Linked DNA regions of Columba livia: region 1 is linked to region 2. A link is a contact called in public Hi-C data. All regions are on one chromosome and are shown on one strand. The core of a region is the stretch at or near the end of the contact, and the rest is flanking DNA. Distances in the headings are between cores, read along the strand shown.

Region 1 (6,508 bases), core at 1,696-4,195, 210 kb after region 2:
ACTACCTGCTAGAGAGGGAAGGACATTTAAAATCACTGAATAAGAAAGGGGTAGTTCATATTTGGGGAAATGAGTTGCTGCCCCACGTTCTGCCTCTGCTGAGTGGGTTTGACAGCCAACTTCTCCATTTTATTTGTTGAGCTAAAGAATTGGGGCTGCAAGTGTCTGACCGCCAAGGGCAAAGCACTGTGTATGAGCCACAGCTGCTGCAGCATGTTCACACAATCTTCTGTAGGTCATTTTTGGCATCCAGTGAAGACGTAACTGAGAAAATGGTGAGGCTTTGGTCCTCTGGAGCGTCTCTAAGGCCCCAGCACAGCTCCCACCTGGGTACACATCTGCACCCTCATCCAAGTGATAAGGCTTTCACCCCTGCTCTGCCGGGCTCCTGCTCAGCTCACACATCCCCTGCAGAGGTGGCTTGTGCTGCAGGTCCTGGAGATGCTGCCAAATAACAGGATCTGAGAAAGGCTCACCTGCCACAGCTGCCTGCCCTTCTCCATCCCAAGTGCCTGGCAGGTGGCACACAAGGTAAATGTCCTCCATTTTACAACTTGTCTGGGCTTCAGGTTGGAGTTTTTTAGTCTGGTAAAAGCAACAATTAGTCCTTGCATCTGGTCTTGCACAGAGGGAGGCACCACACAATTGCCTGTCCGGCTGATGCACATGCAACCAACCGCACCTTAATTGCATTTATTTTCCAGTTTTATCAAGGCACTGTCTGCAGTTTCTCTTCACTCAAGTTTGATGTTTGGAGTTGGTGTCAAAGGGAGCAGGTTTTGTGCTCCAGGAGCCTGCAGGCAGATGGCACCTCAGCACGTGGAGGGACAGGGTGATGGCCTCTGACATGCAGGCAATAGCGAGTCCATCCCACTCCCTCAGGGTAGAGCTGGATTTCTTTATAAAAATATTTTTAAAGCAAGCCAACTTCACAGGCACACACAGCTTGGGACTGAGTTTATACAAGTTTAGTGAAGTTTTGAATGTTTGCAGCGCCTCTGTTACTTTGCTGTTACAACAGAGGGAAAAGAAAGGAGGTGATGTCTCAGCAGCTGCTCTGTCGTACCATGAAGCCATCTGTATGGGGACTCAAAACGTCCCCAAGCCTTAGTGCTGTCATGCCAAGCACCCGCTTGAGAGACACAGGGGCAGGTCCCTGCGCTGCCATTAACATTCAGAGACCCTTAACACGAAGGCATATTCATTAATGGTCAATTAGCTGCTCTCAACACCCTGGAGAAAGAAAACCAGCCATCCGCAGCAACCTCCCTTTCCCCATCCCCACGGGAGCACGGAGGAGTGGGGAAGGGCTTGGAAATTGGGATGTTTACTGAGGAACTCAATCCCCATGAGCTCCTCAAGCACGACAGCCGGTTGCCATGCTGCTTTTCCCCCTGCAGCTCGGGGGTGATTTGGCTCTTGCTGCATCAAGCCAAGGGCTGAACAAGCAACTTGTTCTTCTGTGGTTCCCCCGGGCACTGGTGAGTGTGCTCAACCCTTTGAGAGAAATCAGGCTGTTAATTCAAGAACATCATTTGAGGCAATGTTTGAACTTTCCATACCTTTGGGAGGAGAAGGATCAGCCTGTTCTTGATGAGAAGGTCAGGGAGCAGCCAGCAGCTGACGTGCCAAAGGTCAAAACCAGAACTAGCCAGCAGAATCTGCTGGGGAGCAGATGGCTCCTGTTTAAAGCTGTGCTGGGGACAACACTGCCACCCCAGAGCATTTCACTTATTCCTTACAGAGTTCAACTACTTGCTGTCCTGATAACCCAAAGCACAAGTTTTGTTTTTTTCAAATTAGAAGTTTGCAAAAGCTACAGCAGCATCCAGAGACATGCAGTCACACCAATCTATTGCTGCAAATGCAAAATGAAAGGCTCCTGGAAATTACAACACTGATGTAGGCAAGACAGAAAAGTGCAGGATCCTTCAGCACTGATGGGGACAGGGTATCTCCCCTTGGAGAGATGGGGAGCCCTGGGAAGGGTCTTCAGCAGCCCCTCACTCCTCTGTCTGGGGGAGGTGAGGGGCCTGGCAGCTCTGGCACAGCTGGGAACATACAAATGTTGACCAGAGATAGGAAGGAGAAGCTAGAAAAGGTCAGGAAAGGAACATCAAAAAGGAAGTTCTGCTAAACACGTGCTGCAAATGTTTTCAGCTGTCACTTCTTTTTTTCCCCCCCTTTACGTGCTTCATTTACAGGCAGTTCCCAGATAAGAAACACATGGAGAACACCTTCCACTTTCTCAAAGTCAAATGTGTCTTTTTCATTCTTGGAGACAATTCGGAGCATCTGTCCCTTCAACCACCATATATGAGAGATATAATACACTAATATATCAATATTATGTAACTATAATGTATATTTTAAAATATATAATAATGTATCTATCTCCATCCTCTCCCCCTTTTCTCTGATTCTCTGTGCACAACAGTTAACAGCACAAACAGCTGAGTCTTTCCATTCTCAAGTTTGACTAATCCAGAAAAACAACTGTAGCAAATCAGGACAAAGGTCCAACTTGTCCAATATCCTGTTTTCCACAAAAATTAAGGGAAGGCACTTGAAGAAAAGAATAAAAACAGGGTGAGCGTGCAGTGATGTTTCCAAGACCTTGCCCTCAGCCTCCAGCAATGTGCAGTTCAGAGACCAAGATGCCAAGTGTGCCTTTGGTAGAATTTCCCTGCTGAAGAGCAAGCGGACACAAAGGGGTTGGCAGTAGCAGAGCACCCCGTTCCCTTTTAAAGAGTTATGAAAATGTAGTACAACTCACCAAACTGTCTCAGTTGAACTTCCAAATCAGCAGGTTTTTCTAATGTTTTAAAGTATCCTTCTTCACTGTAGACCTTACCAGAGACACAGGTGCTATGACTCCTAGCTCTCCACTCACACCCCTGCAGCTCACCCGAGGGGCAGATCAGAGAGACCCTGCCCTGACCCTGAGACACCTGAAGCTCTGCAGCTCATCAGCCCTGTCCTTGTCCCCCAGACCTTCCATCGGGGTCTCCTGCCTTTTCTGCCCCCATCATCCAGGGATGCTGAGAGTTCTCTGGCCTGTGGGCAAGGTTGCTGGAGAAAATACTGAACATACCGATATGCTTCTGCTCAGTGGAGCGAGCTTACAAGTGAAAAAAAAAATAAAATATTCTTAGCTGGTTGCAGCAGTGTGAGCGGATCGAGGGGAGCGGAGGAGTCTTGCCTCCCGGACACAGCCTGCTCCATTGCTGGATTTTGAAATGAATCAATAAAGAAAAAGAGTCCAACAGCCAGATGTCTGCTTTCATCTTGCTGCGCTGGAACTGGAACAAAGCCCACAAAATCTCCACCAAAATACTTTCTTTGAAAGCTCTTTGTTAATGGCTTTCTGACTGCAGGGAATGAAGGCAGCAAACGCGAAGGTCTGATGCCATCTAATGGCCGCTTCCATTTTTACCGCTCACAGGCTGTGTCTGTCTTTGGGACTCCCAACCACAATTGCAGAGTGCGAACTCTTAAATTTACGTTGCTCCCTGCAGACACAGAAAGAAGAAAGGCACAACCAGTTGTAAAGGGACTTTGAGAACGCATCTAAGGAAATATTTTCTCTCCCTGGCTCAGCATAATTGCCCTGTGTAGCTCCCACCACTGATGAGGTATCAGGGTTAAATACCTACACAGATGATATCAGAGCCAGGATGGAGACATTATCTGTGATCAGGTTTGCCCTCCAGTTCTCATCATCAGGCTTTATTCTGTTTTTCTTACAAGTTGATCACACTTGACTGAAACTTCCCATGCTGTGTGCTGGTCCAAGTGAAAACTGCTTGGGTGTGTTTGCACATACTATCGGCATGCATAGAATATAAAGCTAATGTAATCAAACACTTCCATAGAACAAGGCTGTAGAAAAACACAAGTTTCTCCACATTACATTCTGGCAATCTTATCTTCTAGAACCCTAAATTGCTGCTGTCTTCACAACTGAGATTAGAAATTGTGGCAAAGGGATGAGTAACCTTTATATAAGGGATGTGCTTTCTGCTGTTCCTTTAAGAGTCTGTGTAAGCTCAGCAAATCTTCAAGTCTCTAAAAATAGGAGTTTATACAGGCTCTGTGACAGCTAAAATGTCAGAAGCGCCCATCTGCACTGATCGCCCCCCTGCCCTTCCCCGCCGGCTGCTCGTGCCGTCTGAGCCGCACACAAGGCAGCGCCCGCAGACAGACTGACCGCGCTCCAGCTGGCCGCGCACACATCCCCGGGCAGACTCTAATTAGTGCTTTTCAATGAGTCCTCCACCTCATTTAACATACCGGACCTTTGAAAGAACAAACACGAACGCAGGCAATCACCCTGTGGCGAGGGGATGCATTTCCCCACCAGTCTGCAGGGAGAGGAGGAACATTGGTGCTCATGTCAAAAGTTGCCACCAGACCTGCATGTCTGGACCGGGCCAACACTGGCCCTTTCTCCCCGTCATTGGCTACTTAACAGTACGTTGGATTTGAGAAGCTTCCACAGGCTGAAACAGTGAAAACTCAACAGTCTTGCAAACTGGACTTCCAGAGAATACAAAATCCTCAACTACTGAACACCAGAGAAAACAGCAAGATATGCTACATGCTCAACAGTGGACAATAACTCAGTTGGCAAGGCAGGAAAACATTGGTCAAAATGGCCTATTACAGCCTTCATCAGGACATTCTCCTATCTAAATCAGCATCTAAATCCTGATCTAAAGTATACCTTGTTCTGCAGTTTTCACAAATGGAGCAAAATCTGGTTTGCCATGTAACACTTGCCTCCAGAACAGGTGAGAGCCCATAAAAGAAGTCAGCAGGTGAGCACCTGGATCACAACACAGATTTTAGTACAGCCATACCTACACGAAAGTGGGGTAGAAAGATGCACAACTTCATAAATCCTTTGTTTTCCATTGCAAGGTTCTTGGGTGATAGCTTGCAAGTAACTGCCTCTTCTCTGTATTGCTCTTTCTTGGATTAAGCATCCTAATGGTAATAATTATTTCCTATCGTGTCAATGATCTGTTTTGAAGCTCATCTTTCCAAGGGCTCCCTCTTCCCAAGATTTAAGCCTTAATATATGTTATGCCTGCTATGAACATCTATTTGACTTGCAGAATCTCAGATCCTTCATGTTAACACTTGAAAGAGTCAGATCTAAGTGAAAACAAAGGGTCTGCTGTGGTTCATACGCTCTTGCGAACAGAGTTCAAAGCAGAAAACTATAGATGCACTTAACCTCACAGTGTCAGCCCCTCCGTGTTCATCGAGTGTCCGCTTCCATGTTAGTGCAGCACTAAGCAGACTGATTCTGGACACAAACGATAGAAAGAAAATTACTTGAACCTTGGTTGAGATTTATTGAAAATGCTGAACCAAAATTGTCCTCCCACACAGGGACTGAGTTCATGGAACTGTCTCCAGACTCGGAGGGCTGGATTTTGACTTTCTTGTAAACAGAAACAAAAGGCTGATTTACAGGAAGACAATGAAAATAAACATTTGTGAAGTCCTTAAAGACATTTCACAGAGTTGATATAGCTATAAAAACACAACACTGCAACTTCTGCAGCCTCAGAGACTCCGAGATACACCATATGCTGGCAGAGCATGACACAGATGTCTTCCAATAACTTTGCATTAAAAGCCTTCTCTACAAAATAACTTTGTTTTCATTAATAGAATTAAAAATAGTGATTTCCACAAGCTATTTTCCTGCTCTGTACTTACACAGACCTTAAACCATGCAAGTCCCACATCTCGGGCCATCACACGTAAACCCACGCTGCAGAGCAGAACACACAACCCAAGGAGCCGGGAAAGCAGCCGCGGTGAGGAAACCCTGCGGCATGGAGGCAAAACAACCGCCTGACAGTGCCGCCTGTTTTACCACAGGCCCGTCCTCGTTCATCTCCGGGATCTGTGACACAGAAAACAATTGTTCTCTAATAAGATCAGATTACTTTCTTGCATAGCTTTCAGAATAAGCATAAGCAAGAATCCATCTTCAGAATAAACTCTTGAGAAGTAACACGCATAATCAAAGCATCTTTTCTACAAGCGAGAGACTCAAGAGCACTGTTACAAACAAAAGGCTGCTACACAAAATCTATCTATTTAAAATACTGTTTATTTGTGATTTAACATTAATTAGCATTACATCTATGAGCAATTTCAGATAACATTTATATATTTTCCACAGGACACAAGAGTTGGCTGGCTCATTCTTTATGCCAAAGCAAGTAAATAGAGGCATTAGCAAAAGGTGCAAATAGTTCACGGTTGCATTTTAAAAAATATTTATGCACATTGCATTCATTTAGATATATTTTTTAAAAAGTTATGAAAAGCGTAGTTCACAGGTTACTGTTTCTACATATGTTGTAATACAACACAAATAATGTAGAACATAAAAAACAAAGTAAGCAACTGAAAGTTTCCACTATGATTAAAAACACTGATTCCAGTATTTAGTGATAGCTAGAAAATTGTTTCCAGGATCCAT
Region 2 (5,887 bases), core at 383-2,882:
TTGCTGGCCTTACGGCATCTGACCAACGTTCACAAGCTGCAGAAACTTCACCTGACACCGGGTGGCCTCCTCTAAGTGTGAAATTTCCTCCTGTCCTTTGAAGATCAAAAGAAAGCAAAGATAACTTCCAGCTTTATCATGGTAACTAAGACCACTACCCCAGAGATTATCTCCGACCAACCTCCCCCCCAGTTTTAACACTCAGCATCATTTCTCAGGCTGTTCCCAGGCTGAGCCCAGGGACAGCAGGACATCCTTCTCCTATCACACCCAGCCTGGCAGGCTTCACCGCTGCAGCTTTTCGCAGTTTGGTCCAGATAACAGGCATCTTTTTTTTTTTTTTAATCTTTTTCAGCCCCCCAAAGAGGTGTCTTGCTGTTTATTCTACCTGATCTCCCTTTGTCCCAGCCTGCTGTGCCTGCTGTCTCCCCTCGTGTCCTCAGCTCCCTCCTGTAGGGGGGCTGGAAGGGAAGGAAATGGAAAGACAAACCGAGAAACCAAGATGGGAACACTGCCTGAAGCCTCTTGGCAGCCTCCCCTGATGTCTGCAGACATCCTCCACTTGTCCCCATGACCTTTCCCCAGGATCCCCCAAACCCAAGCACCGAGCAGGGCAGTAGTTGGTTATGCAGAACCCTTCTCCTTACCCAGTCCTCCCCATACACACGGCTGAGGCGTATCCCTGTCAGATGTCACATTCAGGTCCAGAAAATCTCCTTGCAGCTGCGTTTGGTAATTAGAATTGCCAGAAGCCACTTTAGCACTTAGTAGCACAGGGAACCCTCCCCTTCTCCCCACTGGTGGCCCCTGATCCATCCTCTCAAGCATATCCGCCTGAGTATGTCACGCTGGCTGCCAGAAAACCAGCTGCTCTTCACAGCTGGATTTAGTAAACTGAACCATATCAATGCTTTAGCTCTCGGTAGCACATGGTTTTCTTGCCACCCACCCAGGGCTCCCATCGCCTGCTTCCTGCCAGAGCGGCTGCTCCAGTGCACCATGGTTGTCTGAAACACTGTCTGATTGGTTTTGTTTTTATAACTAAATAAAACGTTATAGGCTGGGGGGAGAAAAAATAAAACACCACACAAAAAAACCACACCAAAACTAAACACACACCTAAAAACTCTCTTGTAATAGGGAACATATGGGCCTACAAGCACAGTACAATAAATGCATCATGTTAATGAGGTTTTGTGCTTAGGACAGCCTTTGTCCATGGGTCTAATTTGCATTGCAAACATATGAAAAAAGCCTTTCTCAGAATGAGATTGATGTCATTATCCCTGATGCAAGGCAGGATGCAAAAACATATGGATAAGCCTACAAGAAACATTTGGAGAGAAATTCAGGTCCACTCTAGCAGCAAAATGCTTCTTGTGTGAGCAAAGCCACATCAGCAAAACTTTGCTTTGTACCAACAGAGCAGAAACATCCTCTGTGGGAGAAATGATCTGTGCTGCGGAAAACACAGTTTTGCTGCTACAGTTCTTTTCTATATATTCTCAGGGGATCCCTCTGGTCAGCTCGGTCAGTCCAGCTCTCACTCACTTCCTTTATGCTTTTGACAAATGTGACTGTGCCAGCAGGAGTGCAGCTGCATCACTTGCCCTGAAAGCCAAGGGCAGAGCCCACAATCGATCCCAGGCTGCCTGACCCCCTGGTCCCTCCATTAGCCACAGTAATTACTAGGGGCAACACGGACATTGCTAGGGAGGCCATGGGTTGAAAGCATCTCTAGGAGACGAATGCACACAGTTCTTCTCCGTTCCTGTTAGAAATCTGCCTAATCTTGGCCAGCCTCTCAGGGCCCAGCCGGATGGCAGTTAATGGTCATGCTGGAATTCGTGTCAATTGATTTTCCAGTTAACTTGACTTAACATGATTGGAGGCATCGGAGCAGAGAGGACATACCCGTTGTTCCAGTTTGAGTCCTGCAGACCTCATATTCCATTTCAATGCAGCGTCAAGTCTAGTTCCAATTAGAAGAAATGATTCCTTAGAAGATTTTATGCAAAGATTCATCCAGGCCCTGATCCGAAGCCCATTGCATTCAGGAACTGTCCTCCCCACTGAAGGCAATAGGCTTTGGATCAGGGCCTGGAGGCAGCTTGCAATGTATGGACAATTTAATAACCAGAGATGACTCACTATCAGACTCTGTCTACTTTACAAAGGAGTCTCAGAAATGGAGTATCTGTGTGACAGAAATAAAACACTATTCTGACACACAAGAGAGCCAATGAAAAACCCCTTTATCGCTTCACTTGAGAGACTTAAGTCTTGTCTGATGAACGCTTACTCATGTGAGTAACTTTACTAACATGAGCAGCTCAGCAAAACCAAGTCTGGAAAAATGGTTATGCCAAAGGGGTTTGAGGTCTTTATCAGTCTGCCTGTCATTTTTGAGCATCTAACAGACCCAGCAGATCAGGCACCTTCATGTGCTTCCTGTCCTGAAATCCTGTGACTGCAGTGAGCCTGGTCCTGGGTGGGGACCTGCGTGTCACGTAGCTGTAGGATTTACGCTGTGGGTGCTTCCCACTTGTTCTCACATACAGCACATCCAATGGTTCCCATGGATCCCATGCAAGCTTTTCTCCTAGAGGTGCTTTCCATGGGTGGTCTCCCTAGCATGGGTCCTATCCTGGTGTGCCAAGAAAAATCCTTGACAGATACATGAGAGCCCCACAGCAGTGCTATCCCTTTGGGGCTTTGTGTTTCTTTCTCCCTTTCTATCTACCATGGTCATTTCTGGTCCTGAATTACTGGCTTTCTGGGTTGGTTTGGTGTTTGTGCAGCTCTCAGCACAACAGGTCTTGCTAGGGTTCCCAGGAGCTACAAATAACTTCCATGAGGTAGACTAGTACTTGAAAGGGATATTTAGGGGCCATAAATCCTCTTAAATAACTAGACAATGCTGGAAGAAGTGCTGAGCATTTCAGCTCTAACCACAGAAGCCATTTCTCGTGATAATCTTTACATTCCCTGCAAGTGTTCATAGGCAGGACACATAGGGATGCAGCACTGCTGCTAACAGAAAAATGAACCCATTTGGTAAGCCTTATTTAGATGTCAGAGTACTTTGAATTTTGAAGCTGAAATAAACAGATTGAAATGACCCCAGAGTTTATAATGCAACAGTAAAACAAAGTAGGACTTCACAGCTGAGGCCCCAGTGTTGGTACTTAATTTGATTTTCTCTGATGACTCAACCTATTTCACAAGCTATTTTCATATTCCTTATTTAGAGAAGTTACTCACGTCTCGGTAAAAGCCTACGATGTGATAAAGCCAAGGAACCGTAATGTGTGGCACTGGTAACACCTCCCACGCCAAAAAAAATCCTACTTCCATATTTATGTGGCTCTGCAAATTGATTCCTGTCTTTGTCTCCCCAGAGAGTGAGCTGGCAGCGTGTCTCCTCTCCAATTAGCATGAAGCCGTGAAAAATGGAGATGTAGGGTCAAATTCACCACACCTGGAGCCTCGCTTACTTTTGCCGTGTTACAGGCACAGTTGGATCTTTGACTTCCTGGTAAGGCAAGTGTTGGTTTTAGCACACAAATAACAACGCCTGCAGAATACCTTCTTCATTCAGGCTTTGTCTTCTGAAAAAAAGAAACTTGCTACCAGAAGGCAAGAAGCTAAGAACTACCTACCTAGTGTTGCTCAGGAGCCAGGGATGGGCATCTCAGTATAAACTCCCCATGAAGCAGGTGAATTTTACCTGGGTTTTACTGGTCAGGATGTAATTTCTACCTTTTGGAAAGTCCTTTAATCAGAGAAGCAGGAGAAGATATTGTAACCAGCATAGGCTGCAGATCGCACTAGTGAATGACTAAAAGAACACAAAGGGACACTTAAGGACAACACCCACCCATCCACCCCCAACTCAGATCACTTCACAATCTGATTTGCAGTCATGTAAAGATATGTATTTCTTGTGGCAGTTTTTTTTTGAGGAATTTGTTTGTCTTGGAGGCTGAAAGGAAAGGCAGCCTGAGCAAAGCAGAGACCAACTGAGCAGCAGTGCTCACTCTTGCAACACAACCATGCTCTTCATAAGCCTAAGAGCATGGGACCAAAAGCTTATGTGGCACAAGCCCTCTTCAGTCCCACACCAGGATCTGAAGCAGCTTCTGACACTGGGGAGTACAGAACATAAGTGTGTCAATGGTGAGAGATGCTTACGTTCCAGCACAGTCCTGAACAAGCACTTCCAAGGGCAGCAGAACCTGCAAAATCCCCTTTTCTGTGACATTTCCTTTCATCTTCTTTGGACTCAGGTATCATAAAGGATAAGCTCTAATCAAAGCTTTGCCTAAGGGTACAACATTCCTGGCATCTTTCCCTCACTTGCTTTTTCTGATGTCTGAAAGCTTCGTACCATAGCTTTCCCCTTGCTGTTACAGCTATGTGTGTCTCTGTTTTCCATCACATCTTTGTTTTTGACATCCCTGTTCCTCTGCCAGGCACATTGAACCAGCCAGTTCAGCCTCTGTCAATGTCAGCCGCCATCCTTCAGCACTGACATATCCAACTCACCTGCGTGATCTGAACTTCCATTTCCTAGGACTGACCTACCCAGAACCAAGACCATCTGGTCTAAGTCTTCCAGGCTGTCCAATCTCATGAATTTGCTCAGCACACAAGCCACAAAACACTGTTGGAGCTCTTTCTCTCACTAAGGACGGAGGCAGCTGTTTTCTGCTCGTATCTGGAAGCAGAGAATTAGGGTTCCTACCCTGTCCATGCAGGTTCAAAATCATACATCACATCCCCCAGTTAAGTGCCATCCTGATTTGTCACACTCACCTTCACTCATTGGTGCTTGGGTCCTCAGTTCCACCCTGCCCGTTGAAGCAGCACGGGCAGGGAGGGACAAGAGCACATACTCTCACTCCAGAGCCCTGCAGTCAGATGGCTGTGATGTCCTCTCAGAGAGGTGAGATCTGCCAAACTGGCCAAGGGAAGAGCTGAGCAGGGGTCAGAAATCTTACATTAGCACTAGAACAGCAAAGCATGAACAGGCACAAGAGCATGTCCCTCTAGGAGGCAGCATTTACATCCCAGTGCCCTGGATGTCAGGGTGTCCTCCTGCAGGGAGGAGACGTGGGTTGGGACCAGCCAAGCAAAGGGAACCATGCCCTGGGCAGGAGAACAAGCCTCAGGCTCCTGTGCCCAGGCATGAATTACAGCCCCACTTCAGGCTCCCACAGGGCTCTGATCCTCCATCCTTGCTGCATCCCAGCCCAGCATCTCTCTCTGCCAACACTATCCACCAACACACTGTGCTAAAGGCCAGGATCAGAGTCCCTCTCCAAAACCAGAGCAGCTGCCTTCTCTCCCTGCTAAATACCTGGTCCTCCGCCCGGCCTGTGATCCTTTCCAGCTGCTGTGGTCAAACCTGCCAAGGCCAGCAGTCCCTCTGTTAACCCCTTCAGCCTGCTGCCTTGTGCTCTGCAGGTTCTCATGGCAAACATCAGCTCTGCAGGGGGTTTCAGCCTCCTCATCCTTGAGAAACAAAGCTGGTCATCCCCCCAGAAGATGTTTTATGCTGTTTAATGAAAGCTGTTGGCTGCTCTGTTTCTGTCAAGGTTGCAGGTCTCTGTGGTCAGTACACGGCCACTCTTGCTAAGCCTAGCAGCGTTTCTGCTGTGAGAGCTGAGAAACAGAGAGCACTCTCCAGGGCTCCCCAAGGGGAGCAATCAGATCTTCCAGAAAATTAATTGATCAGCTCTTACTGGATCACCTGCCTGACCTCCCCAGCTGCTGGCTCCTGTGTTCAGGTTTCCCAGAGCCCAGGCAGAGCTCCTGCCATGCGCCCCGACACAGGGAGAAAATTCAAAGCCTGTCTCCAATGACAGCTTCTCACCTGTGAGAT

Evidence for each region. A called contact is a pair of places that touch in the nucleus more often than the background predicts.
Region 1: a contact with region 2 is called in a Hi-C map of liver, with 4 times the contacts expected there. The contact joins two enhancer-like sites. A contact is called at or near these places in 2 of 2 Hi-C or Micro-C datasets (crop and liver).

Annotation. Positions count from the first base shown.
Region 1 is chr6:11,320,841-11,327,348 of bColLiv1.pat.W.v2, forward strand. It overlaps ADD3 (adducin 3), which reads right to left. Exons shown (of 16, transcript XM_021295861.2): 16 at 6,116-6,508. Among named protein-coding and RNA genes, the nearest start is that of MXI1, 18 kb to the left of the region's middle. Within about 2 kb of position 2,946, at least 2 of the 3 cell types and tissues checked have an H3K27ac peak away from gene starts, as active enhancers do.
Region 2 is chr6:11,108,184-11,114,070 of bColLiv1.pat.W.v2, forward strand. No RefSeq gene overlaps it. Among named protein-coding and RNA genes, the nearest start is that of SMC3, 8.8 kb to the left of the region's middle. Within about 2 kb of position 1,633, at least 2 of the 3 cell types and tissues checked have an H3K27ac peak away from gene starts, as active enhancers do.